Regions from separate parts of the Sus scrofa genome. Here all the other regions are linked to region 2. The links are chromatin contacts, called in public Hi-C and HiChIP or PLAC-seq maps. All regions are on one chromosome and are shown on one strand. The core of a region is the stretch at or near the end of the contact, and the rest is flanking DNA. Distances in the headings are between cores, read along the strand shown.

Region 1 (3,591 bases), core at 399-2,898, 120 kb before region 2:
CTTCTGATTTGTTAGGAACCTGTCTTTGTTAGCTCTTTTCCCAAAATCAGGAGTGGGAGCAATAGACGTGTGGGGAGCGGGGGGGAAGGAGAGGGAGAAGCCCAGGCCCCCAGCTGCAGAAAGGTCAGGCAGCTATATTTAACCCCAGCTTAGGGTGGAGTGGGGATCTGGTTTCTGGAAGAGGGGATGGGGAGAAGGGCAGGATTCCCGAGGCTCACGGACATCTAATCCTCCTGGTGACCTTTACAGCTTGGCCTTTAGGGTGGGGTCAACCCTAGGCATGGATGGAAGGAAGCAGCTTCAAGGAGCACTGATGCAGAGACAGGGGCTGCGGCTCCGCCGGCTCCGGGAGCCATTTTGTGGAAAATTTCTAAGTACCCATGACTCAGCTCCCCCGGCATGGCACCAAGCCAACGCTACCACACCTCTCCGGAGAAAGAGAAGGGAAACAACCCGGAAACAACCCAAGACCACCCCCATAAAGCCCCGTTTTTGATTCATCAGAGAACCATCCAGAAAAAGCATCCCCTCATCCCCGGGGGGGGGAATCTGGCTGGGGCTTGAAGGGATGCTCTAGGGTTAGTTTGCTAAGAGCTGAGGTCCAGCTGACTAAGAAGGGGAAAGCGTGGCCGGACCTGGGTTACCGGATAAAGGAGACTCCACCCCACGAGGCAGGGGTAGAAGGCTTAGTCATGGGCAAGTAAGGAGAAAGATTGAAGGACTCAGGAAGATTTCCTAACGGCGGTTCATTCATTTCCTTCCTAGTTGCAACATGGCGGCTAGGTTACCGCAGATGCCCCCTCCCAGCTGGTTCTGCACAGCAGCTGTGCCTCCTGCATCCCGGGGCTGCCCGGCTGGGGGCACTGGTTGCGGCTGGGGGGATGGGCTCCTCCCCTTCACGTGACCCCGCAGGGCGCGAAAGGAAAGAAAGAGCCCCAGCTGGGGGATTAGGGGATGGGGCCAAAGCAAGAATTGGAGACTCCAGGGCTGTGTATCTGCGGCAGGTGAAGAGGAAGGCTCCGCAGAGGCGGAGTTACAGAACGCGCAACAGCCAGGGATGGGGGACACGAGGCCTTGCGAGGGCCTCCTCCAGGTCCGAGCGCTGACCTTGAGTTCTCCTTGGGGGTGGGGTACGACCACCCCATCCAAGTCCCCCACATGCTTGCACAGACCCGGTAGGGCGAGACCTGCGGACGCAATTTGGTGGGGGCTGCAGTACTTACTGCCCCACCCTGCCCCACCCCCTAACTCACCCGTTCACTCCGACCTTCACCATCGTGTCTCAGGGACGCGGCTGCCGGCAGAGGAAAGAGAACATTAGATCGCGGGGCAAAGCGGCTGGAGCCCGACGGTGCCCTCCCCGCCCCTCCCCCAGGCCTCCATCCTCGCTCTGCTCTTCTGCACGTCCTTCCTCCCCCTCAACCCGCAATGCAGGGGCCCGGCCCGGCGCAGCCACAACTCCGGCTCCAGCCGGGGCCCCGCACCCACACTCCCAGACCGCGCACGGCCCCCGGTCCCTTTCGGACCAGTCCTCGAACCCTTGTGGCTCCACTCCGCCAGGCTTTACCTGGCAATGCACGGAACACACGGCTGTCTGTCGAACGGGGAGGAGCAGAGAGCGCAGGGGAAGGCTGCAGCCGGAATTTATAGGGCAGGGGGCGGGGCGGGGGCGGGGTGACGTGGGCTCGCCTCGCCCAGTCCTAGCTCCAGCAGCGGAGGCCTGAGCTACGTGCGCCCGTAAAGTCGCGAGTAGCCGACCCCCACTTCTTCTTTTTTTTTCCTTTGGACCCGCCTGGTTCTGCCAATGTGCACGCGCCACACAAGTGGGCTGAGGACGGAGAGGGGGAGGGGACCGGTGATGCTGCCTGGCCCGGTTGGGGTTGTACTGCAGGGGGCAGTGGACTAGGAGGAGGGGGCCCTGGCGAAAACTGAGGACACCCAAGGAGCCAGGGACGTTAAAGTTGCTGCAGGGATGTAACGGGAGGATATGGGGAGCCAGTGGGATGGGAAATTGGAGCGGAACCCGGGGTTGGGGGCGCGGCTCGCAGCTCGCGGCTGCAGTCTCCCCTACCCCCCCCCCTTCAAAAGCTGAGAAGCGGGAAGATTGAGGAACTTCTCGAGGCTCTTCGGTAGTGACCCAGGAACTACAGAGGAAAAGGCCCGGGAGGGGCCTCCAGCAAGGCCCTCTCCAGCCCCCTTCCCCTTTCCCCCCTCCCCTTCTCTTGGCTCCTGGCCTCCCCGGGCTGGGGACCGCGGCTGGCCCTGGCCAGTGGGAGGCCTGGAGAGGAAGGAGGCTCGGAAGGAGGCCTGAGAGGGAAGTTTCTGCACTGAAGGTCACGATGCCCTGCAGGACAGGCAGCCTGGACATCTGAGAATCGAGCAGACAAACCAGGACCTGTGTGCACCAGCTGCTCTCCCCCAGGCCCTGGCTGGCTGGGGCCTCAGCGAGGGGACAGGATCGCTTTGGGGGGCTGGCCAGGTAGAGGCTCAGAGGTCTCCCACAAAGTTGCTCCTGGGAAATTTGAGGGCTGAGCGGCCCGGGCTGGGAGACAATGTCCCTTTCACCCCATCCAGCCCTGGGCAGAGCAGGACGTGAGAGCGGAAGTCCCTCCCCATCCTGGGACGTGCAGGCCAGCCCTGCAGTCAGGGCCTCCCTTTCACTGGCTGCGCCCAGGGGATGTTGGGGGCAGGGTGAGGTGTCCATAAGAGGGAAAAGATTGGGAGGTCTTGGACACAGGGTGGGGACAAGGGCCCCTAGCCCCTTCCCAGACGTGATGTGGAGGAGGAAATCCATTCTTCTCCAAGACCAGTCCCTCAGAAGCTGGGGCTGGGCCAGGTTTGTGAGCAGAGGATGAAAGATGGGTTGGTTCTGAGGACTTGAAGTGTTGAAGGTTCAGGGAAGGTGGGGGGAGGGTGGAATGGACGTTGCCCATTAGCAGGTGCTGGTGGAAGGAATTGGGGCCTCTTTGCTGGCCCAGCGTAACCTGAGACCAGCCCCCTTTTCCAGCTGAAAAGCCTGTGGCTAAGTTTAGCCCGCAGGATGATAACCTTTGCTTAAAAGGCAGAGAGCACGCTGCCCCGCACCCCGACTCAAGCCTGTCCTGTCCCTTCCCTTTCTGGGACTGCCCTCCTTCCTTGGGGCCCCAGATCCAAGGCTGGCTGTTGCTGGCAGCCATGTGCACAGTCGGTGCCCAGGCTTTTCAAGAGCGGCAAGAGCAGGGACTGAGGGCACTTAACGGTGAGGGAGGCGGGATGCTGGGCACTGAGGAATCTGCTGGGGAAGTGGAGCACCAGGATCATATACTCTCCCTGGCAAGGGCCTTAGGAGCCCCTCCACCCTCCTCTGCTCCCCGAAGCATGTTCCCCTTTGCTGCATGCTTGTCATTGTTCATTACTGTCCTTTGCTGAAAAAAGAGGGAGCTCAGTGCCCAGGGAGCATGACTGACGCAGTCTGCTGTTGTCATGACAGCAAAGACACCAGTGTTGTCATGACAGCAGCCTCACTGCCTCCGCTTCAGGTGACTCAGCAGAGAAATCTTGGGGGGCAGGAGGGGGTGAACAGGGCCTGCAGCTGAGGGGCTGACATCCTGC
Region 2 (3,383 bases), core at 19-2,518:
TTTCCTGAGTGGTAGGGCTGCTAGGAGAATCTTTTGTTCTAGGTTTGGTCTTTGACTCTGGTTCCTGACAGGGCTCTGAAAACCTGGGATTTCTTAGGTGATAAGAGGGTCATTTGTTTTAAAGAGGAGACTCTGGGTGGGCTCGGATGACTTCAGGATGGGAACTGGTCACCAGAAAGACTGAGCCATGATTAGAAGCTTGGAACTTTCAGCCTTACCCACCCATCCTCCAGGAAGTGGAGAGGGGCTGGAGATTGAGGTAATAATTGATCATGCTTACATGAGGAGGCCTCCATAAAAATCCCTAAGCTATGGGGTTCGGCAAACTTCCAGGCTGGTGAACATGTCTGCAAGCTGGGGGAGGGGAGTTGCTCCCCAGGCTCCCTGGGGACAGCAAGCAGCTCCTGTTATCTGGACTCTTCCAGATCTTGTTCTATGTATCTTTTTTTTGTTTGTTTTTCTTTTAGGGCTGCACCTGTGGCACATGGAAGTTCCCAGGCCAGGGATCGAAGTGGAGCTGCAGCTGCCAATCTACACCACAGCCACGGCAATACCAGATCCAAGCTACGTCTGTGACCTACACCACAGCTTGAGGCAATGCCAGATCCTTAACCCACTGAGCGAGGTCAGGGATTGAACCCGCATCCTTATGGATACTAGCAAGGTTCTTAACCCACTGATCCACAATGGGAACTCCTCTATGTACCTCTTTATCTGGCTGCTCATTTGTATCCTTCATAATATCTTTTATAATAAGTGTATAGTAGCAAACAAAGTGTTTCCCTGAGTTCTGTAAGTTATTATAGTGAATTATTCAAACTGAGGAGGGTGTTTTGGGAACACTGATTTGTAGCCATGTTGGACAGAAGTGTGGGTAACCTGGGTACTTGGTGTCAAAACTGAATAAAATTGTAGCACACCCACTAGGTGTCTGCAGAGAACAGGAGGATTTCTTGCTGTGGAAAACCCACACAATTGGTCTCACAAGCGTTATGAATAGAAACAGATACTATTAATTGCTTCAGAGAAGTGGGATTTGCTAAAGCAGCCCTGGCTCACGGAAGCTTGTGGTCTGGGAAAGAGAAAGTATGAAAGGACGGGGGATGAGGAACCTTGATCCCTGATGGCTATCTAGTCACGCACGGGCATGGCCTGAAACTGCAGCTGTGCTATCATCAGTGACCAGTGGGTTTTAGAAGTGGCGGCGGACTCCATGCCCGAGGAGGTAGCTTATTGGGTATATAAGAAAATGCAAAATAATGAGGCATGCTAAATACATAGTCCCTTGGTTATTTTTGTCTGAAATAGCGAAAGTGAAAGTAAAAGAGCCTGCTTGGCCCTTGATGCTGGTTGAAGCTGACTGAGATCAGTCTGAGCTTTGGCTGCCAGCCTCAAAGTTGCTCCCAAAGGGAAAAGTTACGCCAGGACAACAGAGAGCACTGTCAGGCCTCTGTTTACCGAGAGGGTAGTCAACATGGGTGGAGGACAAAACCAAGAAGCTACTGAAACCAGGGTGAAGGAATCGCCTCATTTCGTAGACTGGTATCGTCAGCTTCCTGAAGAACTTTACTGAGATGGATTGCGAAAATATTAATTTGGGGTCTGTGTCTTTGGTTTTGAGGCTGCAGAGTGGAGGAGTGTGTTTGGGTTGAACCAGGACCACTACCGAAGAATCACAGACGGCTGGATGAAAGCCACTGTAGAGTATGTTTATCCTGAGAAGAGGGGCTACCCAACTCCCCCTATAAATGCCAAGTGGACCACCCCAGATGAAGCAGCCTCTGTGCTTCATACACAAGGCCTGCGGGACAGGCTCTAGGAAGACCTGGATATTCACCTGCTGAACATGCCCATTACCCAAGTCATAGGAAATGCTGTGATTAAATGGATATGGACACCTCATGTAACCCTATTGCTGCAAATCTGCACAATAGTCCCAGAGGTCCCAGGTTCTCTGTCTCACCTTCCTTGGTGGTTCTTACTGATAGTAATAAACAAGAAAATGGGATGAGACAGAGGGGAGCAGCGGGGGCAGTCCCAGCAGGAGAGAAATCTTTAGATGTTTATCGAGAAATGAGGTGAATGGCAGACTTTTGATGCTGTTGAAACATAGCTGTTGATAAACTCTGTTGAAGGTTGGGTGGACAAATGGGATCCCCTGTTGGTCCCCCAACATTAAAAGGCCCTAAATTAGTTTGTTCCGTTTACTCCATTTTGTAGGAGTTTTGAAAGGTGGAAAGCAAGATTATGATAACTGTGTGGGGCAATGGTTAGCTTAGTCAAAGTCAAGATTGATGGACAGATGAGAGTCTTCTTGGCCCCACTTCCAACTGGGGACAAAAGACTATATGCCCATGAGTGGATAAAGTGATTAAGGGAGAAGGGAAGAGACTTTTCTGGGACTCCTTGACAGGAGAGCCCAATGCACTGACATTTCAAACCTGTTGGTGAAGTCGTAACAGGGCTAGGATTGGATTAGGAGGATATGCAGATGAAATGGTTGATGGAATTAAGGTGGAAGTTTGGATGAAAATTGATGTTAATGATAGTTCCAAGATGAATGGGAGTATTCTGTTTGGAAGGCCACATTAAGACTGTGGGATGGAAAGACCGATTGAAGAAGATCATCTCTTACTGGGCTGAAGTGCATGCTGTTTTCTATCGGTGATGAAAGAATTGTATGTACAATAGTAAAAAGCCCCTATGTTTGGCTTCTTAGAGACTCATGGGCAGAAGCCAATGGCTTGGCCATATGGTCAAGGTAAATGGGCAGTGGAAGATTGGACCAATAAGGGGATGCCTGTATGGGGCACAGCCATGTGGAACTCACTCTGGGAATTTAAGGGGCTCATTAAAGTAGGACATGCCGTTACTCATCCAAAGAACTTCCTTCCAGATTCACAAGGTGAATGGAACTGCCGAGCAGACCTTGTGATGCACTCCCTTGAGGTGACCACCTAAGTCCATGAGATGAGTGGCCTTGTAGGTGCTGCAGCAATGCAAAGGTGGGCTGAATCCAGACAGAGTCCTCTTGTACTCTCTGAGTACAGAATGCCCACAGGGAGTTCTCTCCATCAGCAAGTGAGACAGACTGCAGAACCCCAGAGATGGCTCTGGGGAAGATTCCTCAGGGAAGCCCCTGCACAGAGCGGGCAAGTGGACTGCACTGACCTATTGCTTGTAGCCATGGGGGGCTATAAATGGGTCCTAACAGGAATCTACACTCTAGATTAGACTTTGCATCCTTGGTGGTAGACATAAACGTTCAAAATGCTATTAAAGGATTGGTACAGGGAATAATGTACCCATTTGGGAACAATAAGTTACATAACTTCAGACCAAGGGACATACTTTACAGCCCATTGTGTCCAAGAGTGGGCAAA
Region 3 (3,750 bases), core at 475-2,974, 70 kb after region 2:
CAAAGCCCTAGGACCTCACGCCTGTCTGGCCCTCCTGCATTTCTAGCAACTTCAGTGGCTGAAGGACCCTGGGCCTGGACTGATACAGGGAAGGTCATTGTGCCTGGAGACTATTTGGATGAATTTTGTACCTTTGTCATGGGATTCATTTGGGAGCTGCCCTGCACAGATAGGAGTGGCATAAAATACCCCAAGGGTCAGGGTGTGAGCTCTGACACAAAAGGACTGATAGAAAAGTGGCAACTATTTGTGGTAGGGTTTGGGCTGAAGTCAGGAGTCTGTGAGCTAGGCTGGCTCTGCAGGACACCTGGCCTGCTTATCTCTGGGCCTTGGTTTTCTCATCTGTGAAATAGGGAGCTAATTCCACAGCATTATCATAGATGTGATTTCATTAAGCCTCATGACATCACCTTCCCTGACAGTGACAGGCACTGTCACTGTCATTTAATAACTGAGGTCTCTGAGTTCCCTTCATGGCACAGTGGTTAACGAATCCGACTAGGAACCATGAGGTTTCGGGTTCGATCCCTGGCCTCGATCAGTAGAAATCAGTGGATTAAGGAGCCAGCGTTGCTGTGAGCTGTGGTGTAGGTCGCAGATGCACCTCGGATCCCGAGTTGCTGTGGCTCTGGCGTAGGTTGGTGGCTACAGCTCTCATTCGACCCCTAGCCTGGGAACCTCCATATGCCTTGGGTGAGGCCCTAGAAAGACAAAAAGAAAAAAAATAAAAATTAAAATTAAAAAAATTAAAAAGTAATAACTGAGGTTTCTGGGAAAGCAGAGCCAGGGTCAGCAGCTGGGGGCCCAGCCCCAGCAGAGCAGGGACTGGACTGAGAACTGTGGGTGGAGGAGGGGGTCAGGGCCCGGGTCAGGGCTAGAATTACTCTGAGGTTCTGGTTGGAGGGGAAAATTCCCAAGAAGGCGAGAGATTAGGGTGTCAGTAGAGAACTTTGGGGAAAAGGGGAGAGACTCGAAGGAGCACTTAGGACTGGTCCAGCATCAGATGCTTAATAAACCTGTCTGGTCTCAATAAACTCTTAAAACTCTTAAAAAACTCTTAAATAAAAAACTCTTAAATAAACTCTTAAAAAAGAGAGGGTCTCCCCGTTTTGCAAATTGGAACACTGGCTCTGAGAGTTAGAAATCACACAGCTAAAAAAACAAAAGCGTTCTGTGCTGAAACCCAGTAAATCTGACTCCAAAGCCCTGGGCTCTCCTCTAGCTGTGTCCCTGGGAAGGCCCGGCGATGGGGATGAGGAGGGAGGGGGCTGGCCCGCCTCTGTGTTTGGTTGGGAGCGGTCAGCACGTGGCAGCTGAGCCAGCACGGGCTCTCTGACTGGCCACAAAGGGTTAAGGAGCCTCAGCCCCCTCCTCCCGCCTCCTCCCGCCTCCACCCCCGGCTCTTCCTGTCCTGAAGTTACAACACCCCCTCTGCGCTCTCCCTTCCCCTCCCACCTCCTCTCTCCTCCTCTCGGCTTGACTTTTCTGAGTTCTCCGAACTCTGGCTCCAAAACTGGCCTTCCGGGTTTGAGGTTCCCCGGGACCAGGCCGTGATTCTCTGCCCCAGGCTCAACCCTCAGCTCCCTCGCCCAACCCTCCGGCTCCACTTGGGACCTCCGGACCCTGCTCCTCCTGGGACGGTATCGACTGTCGCCTCGGTCCGCCGTCACTGTCGCCACTGCCTGAGCCCTGATGGGGGAGTGAGAGGACACAGCTGGCCGGACATGGGCCTCCCCACCGTCCCTGGCCTGCTGCTGCCACTGGTGAGACTGGGACGGAGGGCCGAGGGGGCTGGCGGGTGAGGAGGCCGCCTGCGGCAGGAGAGAGCCAGGCCCCAGCCTCAGGCCTGCGCGGCCTGATCTCAAACACTGCCCCATTCATCCGCCGCGCCTGTCGGGGACCAGGGGAGACGTTTGAAAGGCAGGGAGGGAAAGGGAGCCCGGGCGGGCAGGGACAGCCAAAGACGACTGTAGGGGCTGGGGGTGCCCGGGGTGTGGGGGAGGGTGACCCTCCTGGTCGCGGGTGGGGCACTTTGTTAGGAAATGGGAAGGAGTGGGAGAAAGAGTCCTTTCCGAGTCCCAGTGGCTCAGGATCCTGTCCTTTGGGCCAGTGTGATGGGCCGGAGAGGTGAGGCCACCGAGGGGTGCCAGGACACTGCTGGACGGCAGGGGCCGGATCTAGTGAGGTGGGGAAACTGAGTCCGGGAGAGGCCAGGGCTGAGGGCTGGCTTGGGAGGCTGTGTGTTGGGAGCGTTTGGGAGGGAAGGGGGTACGGGGATCGGGGCCACGACCCAGTGGCCTCCCCAGGCCCAGGCCTCCCACCTGGGGGGCCTTCTTCACCTGGGGCTGTCGGCTGGGTCTGTCGGATTGACCCTCGTCTGTGGCCTCGGAGCCCTTGGGCCTGCCCCCGGCCCCCTCCCACAGACCCAAACAGCCCTTTGCTGGCTTTCTTCTTCTATGGCTCAGTTTGGGGAAGTTGGTAGACAGTTGTTTTCGTCACTGAAAAATGTCCCTTTTCTGTTGCCTGAGGCTTGTTTCAGTGTATTCCTGATCCCTCCACCCCCTGGAGTCACCCTGGGCCGAGACCCCAGCCCCTGGCCCCCACCTGGTTGGGTGGGTTAGGCTGGCCTCAAGCTTCAGGCTCCCTGCCCTTCCGGGGGGCTCCAGGGCCACGCCCCACCGCGATCCCCCCTCCTCTCCCTGACCTCTCTCCCCAAACCCCTGCCCCTCCCCAAGGGTCTTACACTGTCTTCCCATCATTCCCTCCCCTTCTGTCAAGTCTTCCGGAAGACTTCTCCGAGTGAGTCTCCTTTTGGAATCTTTTCTCTCCCGCTCTCCCTCTCCCTCTTCTAGTCCATGTTTCTAGATCCTAATTCCCCCGCGGCACCTCCCTCCCTCGTCTTCTCCCTCTTGAATCTCCCACATTCTGTCTCCCCAGGCCCATCTTTCCCTTCCCTCAAGGCTCCTCTCTGCCCTCATCCAGCGGCCCTGCCTTCTCCTCTTCACCCTTGGGGATAAATCACCTGATCGAGTCCTGGCTCCCTCAGGTACCAGCTGCCTGGACTTGAGCAGCTTACGTAACCCTGCCTCGTTTCTTTATCTCAAGATGGGCCTAAGAGTCATTCCCTAATAATGTTGTTTTAAAGATGCTAGATGGATAGGTTTTAAGTATTCCATTTATTCATGCCTGCGCTGGGCTAGACTCTGTTTTAGATGCCGGGATTACAGCAGGGAACAAAATCTCTGTCTTTGTGCAGCCTACATTCCAGTGGAGGAACCAGGGTATAGCAAACAGAAAGCAGTCGGTAATGGCGGTAATTACTCAGTGGCTACTGCATTTGGAAAACAGAGGTACAGGGAGCCCGAGCAGATAAAGGAATGTGCCTGGGACTGGGGCCAATCCAGCCCAGGTCAGGTGTGACGCTAGGGGACCAAGGTCAGCCTGGAGCTGGAGGGGAAGCAGGCGGTGTGGAAGTCCTGATAAGAGTGTCCACGGGCTTTCCAGCTGCCCGCCATTCAATGGGCAGCACAGGGAAGGCTGTGTGTGTGTGTCTGTATGTGTCTATGTGTGTGTGTGTCGTGGTGGAGTGGGGAGAGGGTGGGATGAATTCAAGAGACACCGTGACAGAACACACAAGATCTTGCTGGTCTCAAAGAGCTTATAGTCTTGGAGCCACGACATCTTACAGCAAAAATGATTTTAGAGCAATCAGGGGAACATGCCCCGCAAAGCGTTGTGATGCGGTGTGTG

The links. Hi-C and Micro-C count contacts between places; a contact is called where the count stands out from the background. HiChIP or PLAC-seq counts read pairs in DNA pulled down with a chosen protein or histone mark.
Region 1: a Hi-C map of liver shows a contact between it and region 2, with 5 times the contacts expected there. The contact joins the promoter of GAPDH here to the enhancer-like site in region 2. A contact is called at or near these places in 6 of 47 Hi-C or Micro-C datasets (alveolar macrophages, blood, embryonic fibroblasts and 1 more) and 1 of 2 datasets of contacts at active chromatin or transcription factors (alveolar macrophages).
Region 3: an H3K27ac HiChIP or PLAC-seq map of alveolar macrophages shows a contact between it and region 2. The contact joins the promoter of TNFRSF1A here to the enhancer-like site in region 2. A contact is called at or near these places in 2 of 5 promoter capture datasets (fetal liver and liver), 14 of 47 Hi-C or Micro-C datasets (adipose tissue, blood, embryonic fibroblasts and 8 more) and 2 of 2 datasets of contacts at active chromatin or transcription factors (alveolar macrophages and skeletal muscle).

What each region holds. Positions count from the first base shown.
Region 1 is chr5:64,132,372-64,135,962 of Sscrofa11.1, forward strand. It overlaps GAPDH (glyceraldehyde-3-phosphate dehydrogenase), which reads right to left and starts at 1,649. Exons shown (of 12, transcript NM_001206359.1): 1 at 1,568-1,649; 2 at 1,254-1,294. The coding sequence starts at 1,276. LOC110260753 (a long non-coding RNA gene) reads left to right here and starts at 2,510. Exons shown (of 3, transcript XR_002344125.1): 1 at 2,510-2,836.
Region 2 is chr5:64,248,448-64,251,830 of Sscrofa11.1, forward strand. No RefSeq gene overlaps it. Among named protein-coding and RNA genes, the nearest start is that of LTBR, 28 kb to the right of the region's middle. Within about 2 kb of position 1,269, at least 44 of the 83 cell types and tissues checked have an H3K27ac peak or open chromatin away from gene starts, as enhancers often do. A contact at or near this core is called in adipose tissue, alveolar macrophages, fetal liver and 5 more, where this site is marked.
Region 3 is chr5:64,317,625-64,321,374 of Sscrofa11.1, forward strand. TNFRSF1A (TNF receptor superfamily member 1A) reads left to right here and starts at 1,725. Exons shown (of 10, transcript NM_213969.1): 1 at 1,725-1,763. The coding sequence starts at 1,725.